Regions from separate parts of the Mus musculus genome. Here region 1 is linked to region 2. A link is a contact called in public Hi-C data. All regions are on one chromosome and are shown on one strand. Each heading gives the region's core, a stretch centred on a gene start, on an enhancer-like site or on the middle of the called end of the contact. The rest is flanking DNA. Distances are from core to core; before and after follow the strand shown. Region 1 has its middle 240 kb from the start of Nav3. Region 2 overlaps Nav3 (neuron navigator 3).

Evidence for each region. A called contact is a pair of places that touch in the nucleus more often than the background predicts.
Region 1: a Hi-C map of the N1E-115 cell line shows a contact between it and region 2, with 3 times the contacts expected there. The contact joins two enhancer-like sites. A contact is called at or near these places in 2 of 484 Hi-C or Micro-C datasets (the N1E-115 cell line and tail fibroblasts).

What each region holds. Positions count from the first base shown.
Region 1 is chr10:110,235,609-110,241,315 of GRCm38.p6, forward strand. It overlaps a transcript of Nav3 not described here. Among named protein-coding and RNA genes, the nearest start is that of Nav3, 240 kb to the left of the region's middle. Within about 2 kb of position 1,518, at least 7 of the 459 cell types and tissues checked have an H3K27ac peak or open chromatin away from gene starts, as enhancers often do. A contact at or near this core is called in the N1E-115 cell line, where this site is marked.
Region 2 is chr10:109,920,083-109,926,555 of GRCm38.p6, forward strand. The region is part of intron 1 of Nav3 (neuron navigator 3); the gene reads right to left. Among named protein-coding and RNA genes, the nearest start is that of Nav3, 77 kb to the right of the region's middle. Within about 2 kb of position 1,474, at least 17 of the 459 cell types and tissues checked have an H3K27ac peak or open chromatin away from gene starts, as enhancers often do. A contact at or near this core is called in the N1E-115 cell line, where this site is marked.

The sequences.
Region 1 (5,707 bases), core at 268-2,767, 320 kb after region 2:
TTGACTCTTGCCTGCTCTTGGAACCTTTTTCACCTAATGGGCTGCCTTGCCCAGCCTTTATTTAAGGATTGATGCCGAATCTTATTGCATTTTGCTATGCCATGTTCAATTATCCCTGGAAGGAACACTCTTTTCCGAGGAGAAATGGAGCAGTTGTGAAAGGGTTTGGGGGGCTGGGAAGAGTGGAGAGATGAGAGGCTGCAGTCAGGATTACTGTATGAGAAAAGAATAATTTACAAAGCTAAAATTGCTTATTATTATAAGAAATTGAACTTGGCAGTCAGAGAAGATCACAGTGGAGCATTAGGTAATACTATTGAAGCAATCCTAGGAAATACTAAAGAATAAGGAGAAGAAAAAGAAGAGGATAAGGGGGGAAAGGAGGAAAAGGAGGAGGAGGAGGGGGAGAAGGAGGAAGAGGAGGAGGGGGAGGAAAAGGAGGAGGAAGAGGAGGAGGAGGAAGAGGAGGAGGAGGAGAGGGGAGGAGGAGGAAGAGGAGGAGGGGGAGGAGGAGGAGGAGAAGCTATGACAACATTTTAAATGAATTTGGGATTCACAAACTCCAAATTGTGAGTTTTCAAACTGTTTATGTGCAAGTCTTCATGGTTTCAATTCTGTTTTTTTATTATAAATATAAGAGGCTATAATACAAGATTTATATATATATATATATATATATTTTTTTTTTTTTTCCTCCAGAGCTGAGGACCGAATCCAGGGCCTTGCATTTGCTAGGCAAGTGTTCTACCACTGTGCTAAATCCCCAACCCTGTTTCTAAAAATTCTTAAATTTAAAATCCTAGCACTTATGCATATCTTAGGCATATAATTTCTACCACTTTGCCTGGGCCCTGAGTGATGACCTTGGTGACTGTTTGAAATTGTAGGAGTTCCAGCATGTATAAAAACCATACTTAAATTCATGAAACTATTCACTGGTTAGTGTACATGGTATTTCTTGCAGAAAACACTTTTTTTTTTTTCACATGCATATACTGTTCTTTTTTAAATTGTGGATGTAAAAGGTTGCAAAATAAATCAGCAAACAGCTGTCCACCCAGAGGTTTTCCAGTCTCCTTCTTAGCTAGGCATGCTGATAAGACACACTTCTAGTTGACAGTATCCAGGAAAGACGCACAGCTGCCCACTAAGGTTAGAAAAAAAAATAGAAATGTGTCACCTGCCCTGTCTTTCTTAACTAGTTAGAATGCAAATATTGTGGTGAAAGCAGCTATCTTGGGACCACAGTGTGAGAGAGCTGTATGTTTAGCTACACCACAGAGAAGAAATGTAAAGTTCCTCACAAAATGGGGTCCCTGAGATTGTCCTGTTTAGGATTAATGGCAATGTTATCTTAACAGCCTCCAGTTCATTAAGATTTAACCAAATTCCGTTCTCAGCTTTGCTTAGCTACATTTCTTGGCATGAGTCACTTTTGAGCCTTCTATCCTATCCATCTCATTATCTTCTTCAACCCTGGAATATCACATCTGCTTGTCAGTGTCCTGGCAAATGTTCTCATGTTTCTAGGTACAGATTCCACATGTCTCCTCTAGTCCCTCATCTGCTGATGCTCTTCTCCTAGAACATGTACGTGTAAATCAGAACACTGCAATCGCAGAGAAGAAATGCTACATGAAGGGAAGGTAGATTCCTGGAACTCTGTATCTAACCCTTGTACATTCTACATTGGGTTTTATCACTTGCTGGAAGATGCACGTAACTCTGTGTAGCTGCAATTTGTATACTGATTCAGTCCTTGTCGATGTAGAACTACTCATTCCAAACTGAAGGGAAAGAAGCAGAGAAAGGGAGATGAAGGCAGAGAGGGAGAGAGGGAGGGGAGGGAGGTAGAGATAGGATGCAAAGGAAAAAGAGAAGAAAGAAAACTGAAGTGGAGAGAGAGAGAGAGAGAGAGAGAGAGAGAGAGAGAGAGAGAGAGAGAGAGAGAGAGAATATGAGAATGCCAAGAGCTCTCAGTCAAGGCTCTTTGTAGTTTAGAAGCTGAAAACTCAGTTTAACTGAAGCAGGGTAACTGAAGTATGAAGAGGGCAGGTTAAGCACGGGATGGATCTGCTCTGCCGCTATTGCCAAAAGACAGAAGTAACACAAATGTGCTCCACGGATCTCCACCATCAAGGATGTTTACAGCAGCTCGGAAGAGCACAGGGTGCGCCTTCTGTGTTATGGAAACAACCATTATGAGGCTACAGTCTATGCAACTTCAAAGTTATCGCATCCCCAGTAAGAAGCCTCAATTTTCTACAAAATAAATAAATAACCCTATTGACCTGAAGGTGGGAAAATAATGTTCCCAGGCTAACCTTCCATTGTAAAACAGAACTGTTTCTCCTCATAACAAGAAAATCTAATTTAGAAAGGAAGAATATTTTTAAAGGAAATGGGGTCTGGGAAATCCACAGAACTCAAGGATAAATATGCTCGAAAGGGATTTAGGACTTGACTGAGATTTAAAAAAAAAAATCAATCTCTTAGAAATAACGAGAATCCCTTACTTCCACAGAGGATTTCAATAAAATAATTATTTTTTAGAGAGCTATGACTTCATGTTGGAAATGGTCTATGTCTGTTGAACTGACAGGAGTCTGGTAAAAACTCTCTCACCTCGGTTTGAAAAGTGCTCTTCAAAATGTTTTTTCACTAGTTGTGAAGGAACAGCTGAAAGTCAGCATATTCACTCATTACTGCACCACAATGGAAATCGTATAATGCATGATTTTTTTACAGTTATCTTATACAGCTTGTGCTGCAGAATAACACACGCCAGAGGAGACCCATGTTTCTCAGCCACTAACAGCATCCACTGCTCTTACAGGGGATCCAGATTTGATTCCTAGCACCTGCATTGGAGGTTGAGAATCATCTGTAACTCCAATTTCACAGGATCTGACATGATTTCACAGAGATCATGACCTCTATGGGCCACTGGCATGCATATGCTAAATGTGCACACATACTTGCAAGCAAACATACATACAGCTAAAATAACATTTAAAATATAAAAGTTAATATGTTTTAAAATAATAAAAACATACTAAAAATTTACCTGAGTTTCATCAAGTACAGGTTTTTAACGGTGTGTTAATGAAAAGAATGGTCACCAGGTTGGTCAACTAGTACAATTTTATATTCTGTTGCTAATAAAAGCAACAAGGCAACTATCCTGAGAATATAATTTATATTAAAACAAAACTTCTAATTTTTAAAATTTTTGGGGGGTTCCAATGGATCCTGACCACAGCTCCCCCTCCCGCTCCTCCTCTTAGCTTGCTCCTTGTCACATACTTCTCCTCTTAGCTAGCCTCCTGCTGCATACCTCTCCTGTCCCCCAGATCTGTTCTTGCTCTGTTTTTCTTCAGAAAAGAACAGGTCTTCCAGGGAAATCAACTGAAATCAACATAACAAGATGCAATAAGACTAAGCACAAACCCTCATATCAGGGCTGGATAAGGCAACCCAGTAGGAAAGAAAGTGTCCCACAAGTAGGGGAAAGAGTCAGAGACACCAACAACAACAACAAAAAAGAACCAACCACCAACCACCAACCATAACGTATAGGCCGAGGACCTATATGTCCTCACACATGCCGACACAGACCAGAACAGGCTCCCTGATTTCCAGTTCAGTCTCCAAGGGCTCCCATGAGGCCTGTTTAGTTGAAGGCTGTGAGCCATATTCTCCTGATAAACTAAAAATTGTAACTATGTCTCTTAAAGCCCAAATACTTGAACAGCGCTTAGTGTGGTGGTTCTCAACCTGTGGGTTGCAATCATTTGGCAAACCTCTATCTCCAAAACTAATTATGTTATGATTCATGACAGTATCAAAATCACAGTTATGAAGCAGCAACAGCAATAATTTTGTGGTTTGGGGGGGGTCACTACAATATGAGTAACTGTATTAAAAGGGTCACAGCATTTGGAAGGTTTAAGAAACATTGACTTCAAGTATTTTAAGTCCTGATCCTAGATCGGTGAACAGACATAGGTCATGAAGTCTAAGTATACAAAGAAATATATTCACCTAGTTCAAATTTCAACAGTTTAATACATTGAGGCTCCTTCAAGGTAAACTAAACAGCTCAGATTTTTTTCTCTTATAACCTATTGCATAATACTATAAAAGTAAGGTACCAAGTTTGATTCCTAGACTGTAAGAAGAATAAAAAAAATCAAAATTTAATAGCAAATAGTCATTTAAAATAAAGAGACTACCCAACACAGAGAAAATTGCACTTTGAATAATAAAAACTCTACATATGTCTAATGTATTGATGAGAATCATTTAGGACTGATTATGCAACGTGATTATCCCAATAGACACAATTTGAGTTAAGAACGAACTTTCAAATTTCTGTGACCAACTACACTGTTGATCGGAAAGGATTTCCCATCCTCAATACAAGAAAATTCCATGCACAGACCTGTACCTTATCCTTGTGTGCTAACCACAGAGAGACAGTAGAGCTAAGAAGACTTTTCATGGATGGCTTCCAGTGGCCAGTGTGCTTGAAACTTAGTCTCTGTGTCAATTCTGTTGAGAATCAGAGGAATCTGCTAAGAGTTGGCGCTAAGTGGGCAGTGGTATCTGAGTTCTCATGGGTGTGGACATGCCCTTCAGTGGATGGTGAGATAGTGAACTCTTTCTTGTCCCACTTTTGCTTCCTAGTAAAAAGGCTTAGAGTGGCTTTGACCTGCAATGCTTTCGGCACGATGCACTGTTTCCAGACTAGTGAACTAAAAGCAAGGGATTTGTTCAATCCTGTACCCCTGAATCTAAAGCAAAACAACCCTCTTTTAAGTCTACTATCTCAAGCATTCATTTAGGGTTGAAAGAAACTATCAAACACTATTAATAATAGAGATAATGTTTATGCTACTTATGGCTTTAACACCAAGACTTTAACATTTCTAATTTCAATGGTCATTTCTACTTATTTTCAGCATGCATTAATCCTACAGAATAATTGGTCTCCAGATATTTTCCCACCTGTGTATAATGTACTCCAGCTGAATTCACATACCCACTTTTATGCCCCCCTTCCCCAGAATCTCTCTTGTTCTTTCATCATTAGCCTTCTAGTTCCTCTGTTTGTTCAGTTTTGGAAAACATGTGAGTCTTTGAACCATGGCTTAAAAATATCTACGAAACACAGATAAATATTCCCAGCAAGGATAATACTCTCTTGTCCACACATGAATGCATATTTTCCTTCCGCCTTTCTGCTTCCCATTACTAGTTTCTGCATGTTTTAGCATCTATTTACACTTCCTTTGTGTAATCCAAAAGGAATTTAAATGCTGAAGTCATCATGAGGAAGGTATTTGCATACTTCAGATCTACTGGGAATTATCTGCGATTCACAATGTAGCTTCAAAATATGTGTTCTATTTTAAAGTTCTATTTCAGAATTGAAATAAACTATATTCTGAGGTGTATAATTTCATGGGCCTTCTAAGAACTATATTCAATTTGAGATCTGAAACAGAAAGCAAAATGAGCTTTTACCTAAGCTAATCCTTGCATCCAATGTTGGCTACCTGTTGGGTAATGAGGGTGATCTGTCATAAATAGAAACTTAGAGAGGTTCCCTGACCAATGATACAGTTTCACTCAGCCGTACTGCTCAGTTTAGGGCCTTGGTGTTTTATTGGTCAAATACAGGTATATAGTTTCTTACAAGTAT
Region 2 (6,473 bases), core at 224-2,723:
TCTTTGCAAACCATTCATTCCTGTGTTTTAAGACCTTCATATTATTGGTGATAAAATTGGTAGATTGTCTCAAGAGAGAAATAACATCCTTTCCTTTTCTTTCTAGCTCTTCTTTTCTTCATTAAGTTCTTAACTTGTTTATTATCAACTGGAATGTGGAAGAATCATACTTTTTATTCACTTAGTCTTGAACCACCGGAGTTAGAAGTTGAGAATGCCCTGCCTGTTGTGTTATAAACTACAGCGAAAGTATCAGAACTCAGAACTCAGCAGCTCTGTCCATTCCTGTCCTGACAGCAAATAACAGCGAACAAACAATTCGGGGTAAAAGAGACATTAAGGTACAGGCTTTCTTGAAATGTTCAATTATTTCTTGCTCCATGAGTTCTATACAAACAACAGCCAAACAGAACCCAAAAATTATCTGGAAGGTTTTACATAATCTATGTATGTGTGTATAGCCATATAGATATATTGATATATCTATACATATGTGTGTACATGTATATATGTAAAATATGCATATATATACAAATATGTATGTGCATATGTATATATGAATACGTGTACATATGTATATATGTATATACATACATAAACATATATAATTATATATACATATATACACATTTATGCATATACACACAACACACACAAATATACATATATATACACATAAATACATACATACATACCTGTGTACACATGTATACGTACATATAAACCTTACACATGGTGACTTCTGGCCTTTGTCTCTATTAAGGTCACCTTGACAATATTTTTTTAAAGTCAAACAATGTATCTGCTACCCTTTTCTCTTTGGCTACATGCTATAGCTGCAGCCAACCACGAGGTGGCACTAGGTATACGTGCCAGTAAGACAATCATAATAGTAGATGTGGCTGAGGGCTTTGTCACCCTGAACAGGCAGAACTCAACTCCCATAATGAGAGAACCACAGGACCACAACAGAGCACCCAGACTTCAAAGTCGTCATCTTAATGGCCATCTGAAAAGCCTCCAAATTTCATCTTAAAATCCTTTCATTTTAAATGGACCGCAATGGCCAGACTGCTGAGGAAATCATATGAACCCCTAACAAATTATCGTGAAGAGATAATCAAACGACTTCATGAAGTGGAAAATAAAAATGAAAAACAAGCACAAAGCTGACAGGCTTATCCTCATCAAGTGTCATACTGCCTTTAGACATGTATAGGTTCAAGTCCCCAAACTATTCTAAAAACGATCTTGCTTTATGAACTTTCTTTTCCAGTGAGTGAAACAACTTATCAAGAACTATGTGCAATACAGGCTAAAACATTTTAACATAAATGGAAAACACAAGCGGTAAATATTTTCCCGAGACAGGGAAGCTGACCTAAACCCATGTGCATTTCCCCAATCCCTTAGCTTCTCCCACTCAGTCTGCCCACTGCCCCTCCCCCGCCACAATGAAGTTCAATTGCGGAAGGTTTTCAGATGTGGAAAGATTGGAGCCTGGAGTCAGGAGCACTCGGCTCCTCTCCCAGCCCCACCACTTACTACTAGGGCTGGATTTTCCTTCTCACAAATGCGGGGATCACACGCTTATCTCCCCTGCCTCTCTCGCAGGGAGGATGAACTTTAATGGGAAACATCTGCAAAAGCAAAGTCCATCACGCAATGCGAAGCATCGCTATTGTAACCAATGGGACGTGGCATCTACGAATTACATTTTAATATCTATTCTACAGTCACAGAACACTTTCAGATTGCTATTTCAAGGCATTCCATTTTTTTAAAAAAAATATTTTAAACCATTGCTCATGTAAATACTAAAATGGCTTGTTTGGGTTGAAAGATACTCTCGAGATACCTAAAATGTTTTATTTTCACACACTGCCTTTATTCTGAAGTTGATCTCTGTTCATATTTGATGTATTGCTTAATATGTGCCAAGGAAAAAATATATATTCAGATAGAAAGTCAGATATTGGCCTCTCATATGTCTTTATAATTGACTGTGTTGTTCAGGAGAGACAGCTCAGCGTAAAGAAGGCTTGCTTTGCCAGGATGAGGACTTACTACGTTTGCATTGCCAGCCCATACGTTAAAGCAAGGCACGACACAGTACATTTCTGTAATCCGGGACAAAGAACAGAGACAAAAGGATCCTGGGTGGCTCATCGGTCAGCCAGTATAGCCATGCTAGTGAGCTCTAGGTTTATCGAAGGTACCCTTTAACAAAGTTATAAGATCAATAATGACATAGGAAGACAGGTGGCATCAACATGTGGCTTTTCCCTGCACATATGTACATGTGCAGACAAACTAGAACACATACACGCCACCATACACACTTCAGTGTAGTGTCATTCTTAGGCACTCGAAACTGACTTCAAAAATACTAGCTCGCTGATGTCAAAGAAAATTAGTAAAATTAATAAAACAACCAAAAACCAGTTTAAACCAGTGTTTGGATTTCCAGAAGCTCAGAATGATTCTGCATTCAAAGTGAAAACAGGAGACCCCTCATCTATTATCCTCACACGGAGAAGTATAGCTATCAGGAGTTTAGGTTGAGGTGCTGGCCAGGATAGCTATCATCAGTAATGAACAGAGGTGGGAGCAGAAATAGCATTCTGTTCAGAAATAATTTACGTAGGTAGAGAGACGCATGCCCAGATCCCAAAACTCAGATACACTAGCCACCAATGAAGCAGAATATTCCCCAAGTAGAGGAGTTGAAATCAGGTATTAATAAAAGACATGAACCTGGATGCTCTCAGGCACCTTCATAATATCAATTAATTTTATTCTAAGAAATGGCCTCAGAAAGGGCCTATCTGTTTTCCCTTCAATGAAGGGAAATTGCAGAGTCATAAAATTATCCGAAGACATGTGCGTGGTCTTGCATCTTCTGGAAGAGTAGGTAATTGGAACACCAGGCTGAACTAAGGAAGACACTTCAGGTTCCAATGAGGAGAATCTTGTACTTCAAGTTCAGTGGCAAAGAGACTCAGGGAGAGCTTGGACCCCACTGCTGCAGCTGCTCTTATGTCCTAGGACATGCCACCAAAGCCAGCCATTTAATCCTCACATGTCAGTCACAGTGTAGATCCCACTTAGTCCTGTGAGCCTGATTTTATCTAATCAAAGAGGAGTTTTTGGGAAGTTAGCAGCAAACAAGTATGGAAACTGTCCTTACCTTCTCCATACACACACACACACACACACACACACACACACACACACACACACACACCATATATATTTACTCACACCAGTCCATCATTATTTGCTTGTACAATTAATATTACATTTGCATATACAGTGTTACATTTGTCAAGCGATATAGCCTTTTTTTTTTGTAAATTAACTTCTCAACAATGTATGATTTTAACCCACCATTTCCTAAGATCTTACACCTGTTTATATTTGATGTTCTGAGTTATCTCCAAGGCAAAGGACTTTAGATCTAAAATGTAAAACATTTTTCCTAAATCAACCCTAAGTTGCACTACTCAATAAAAGCATTACTTTCTAATATACTTTTGTTGAATAACAGTTACAGTTTGTTGACTAGTCCAAGTTCCTAGCCTTTATTTACAAGTATTGGGAACTTGTAACTATATACACATCTCCTGAACAATGAGATTTTGTGGGTAGCTTTTATGAGGGTTAGAGGAAGATGGTAGTAACCCTGGCTTTTAAAGGAGCCAGAATAGGTAGAAAAAATAGAAAAGCCTGAACATTCTTTTTAAGATTTATTTTATTTATATGAGTACATTGTAGCTGTCTTCAGACACACCAGAAGAGGGCATTGGATCTCATTACAGATGGTTGTGAGCCACCATGTTGGTTGCTTAGAATTGAACTCAGATCCTCTGGAAGAGTAGTCAGTGCTCTTAACTACTGAGCCATCTCTCCGGCCCCAAGCCTGAACCTTTGAACACATTAAATGCATCTGAAAAACATTACTGAAAATGGTGCTAATTTCAAAACCTACCATAACAATACTTCTAATATTTCCAAAACAAAGTAATCACTTGCTTCTCTTAGAAATTATATGTTGCTCGCCTCAAATTCCAAACAGGGATAGCCCACAATTAGAAAAGACCATTAGATAATCAAATCTTAATTAGCTTTTTAATGATGGTAAATAAATAATAAGCAGTGGGTTTTTTGAAGCTAACATCCTGATGGTGAGATCCAGCAGAAAGTGTGGTGGTGTGCTTGCCCCTGAGCACAGCACACAGCAGACTCTCTCCATGAGAGCACACATTCTCGGCAGGAAGCAGATGTGTGCTAAGTTAATGTGATTTATTTTGCCTTTTCTGAAAAATAAAAAAAAATGATGTCTTTCAGGAGTTTCTAAGGAAACATATTAGAGTTTAAGAAATAAGCTAAATTGCAGATCTTGGAACACTTGCCTAACCTATATCATGATGAATAGGAGACACAGAAGTAGATAAAGACATGAGCCCTTGCTTGGCTTTAATGACTTTTTTCTTACTGTACGCGTTTCTAAGGATGCTGAATTCTGACAGCATCTCCTGAGTCCATCCAGGAGTGAGGCAGGACAGCCACCTTGGATTCTCCGGGGGCTTCTGTCTGATATGTATCTTCTGAGTATGCACTCTAAATACAATAATTATCATAGGTTTACTTGATGTGGTGAAACCAATGCTACAGCTCAAGCCAGCTCCCCACCAAGAGCTGAAAATGCAATCTGTGACCACAGCCCGACCTTTATCTGAGACCAATCGATGATTAGAAACTGGCTCTCCATTCATTCATTTCTTGTTAAAGGACACCGAATGTCTGTTTCATTTATCTTTCTTCCCCCACTGTGGTATTCATGCCTTTTTAAAAAACTAAGGCAAGAATTCCTAATTCTTCCAATATTGCATTGTCTTTAGAAGCATTCTCCTATCCTTTACCCCTCAAAACAGTTCTTTAGTTTATTATTTGCCTTTGTTTGAATAAAATACTTGGTTGGTAGTATATCATCTATGCTGTATATCATAATGATGATCACAATGTTCACTCTACAAACTTTGTTTCTCCAGCACTGAATTGGGGTTGGACACTTGACAGTGTGACTTTAATACACATAATGGCATGGGTGCTTTTTGTTCGCTTACTCATGGAAGACTTAGCTGCCATGTGAATATCTGGGCTATGATAAAGGCTGACAAACATCATATGGACTGGATGAAGCCTTCATTGTCTAAGTTGCTAAGGTCCTTATGGTGTCTAGAAGTAGTCACTTCCATGGATGGATGGGATATTGAGTATATATTGTACATGTGCTTTCTTTATAGAGTCCAGAGCAGGTGACAAATCAACAATTTGCAAACAAAATAAATATTGGCTATCTTTTAAGATATGGAGTAATTTGTTTTGTTATTACTGCTGTTGATTAAAGGAAAAAAATCTACCTTCTACATTTTTCCAATAGCTAGAACAGGTGTAGTTGTATGCCATACAACTGGCATAAAGGTCCATATAATTAATAGTCACGGCATCATCAAATAGTCTTACTTTATGAATTAATGGCAAATAGAATGCAGATGCTATGTATAAACTAATAGTTCTCTAAAAATAAAATAGCCTTGACTATGGAATCCTGACCAAAGTAAAGCTCACAGGGTGATGTTAATATGCATTTTACTTAGGGAGAACATTAATAAGCTAAACTGTGGTCAGCCCATGGAGCCCCAGTGGTCTACACAAAAGGGAATAATGCTACATTCATCCTACACGGAAGGAAGATGACAGCTATGAGCTCAGCATATATTGCTTGACTGTGGTTAACACAAACTAGATCTGCACAGTTGGTTAGCACTCCTATTGTCATACAATTCTCCTGACTGGATGTAGGTCAATTACCCATTCTACATTTCATTCATTGTTTTCCACTCCAAGAACAGAAATGACCATTATGTAGACCTATTTAGTCGCACCTTTGTATGCAAAACTGTGACTGTAAGAGTCAAGATCTAATCGTGGTCAAGATCTAATCGTGGAATAAAAATCTCTCTAGATATTTTCAATGCCAAGGGATTTTCTTTGGGCCTTTGATAGAAATTATGGAAAGACCATGAAGATGAACATTGAACGCTCACATAATCCAGGACAGGAAGCGACTGTCATATTTACAACAGGGGAAGAGAGGGAAGATTATCATCAAATCTTAAAACTGGCCTTAAGAGATGAGAGGGTGTAACACTAGGCAGAGAGACCATGCACAAAGGGCAAATCTACTTATCTCTGAGAGCAGGAGGCAAGGTTCAAACATATCTTGCCCTTCCTTATGTATCCTGCCAAGTGAGTTCTCTTGGTACTTTCCACAGCTGCAGACACTGGCAAATACATTAAATTATAGTTTCATGAGGACCTTGAGGTCAACAGGCAACAATCAGGCATCACAATGAAGACGATAGAAGAAAACCAAGCTGTTCAACAGGCAGAGCCCTGGTTATGTG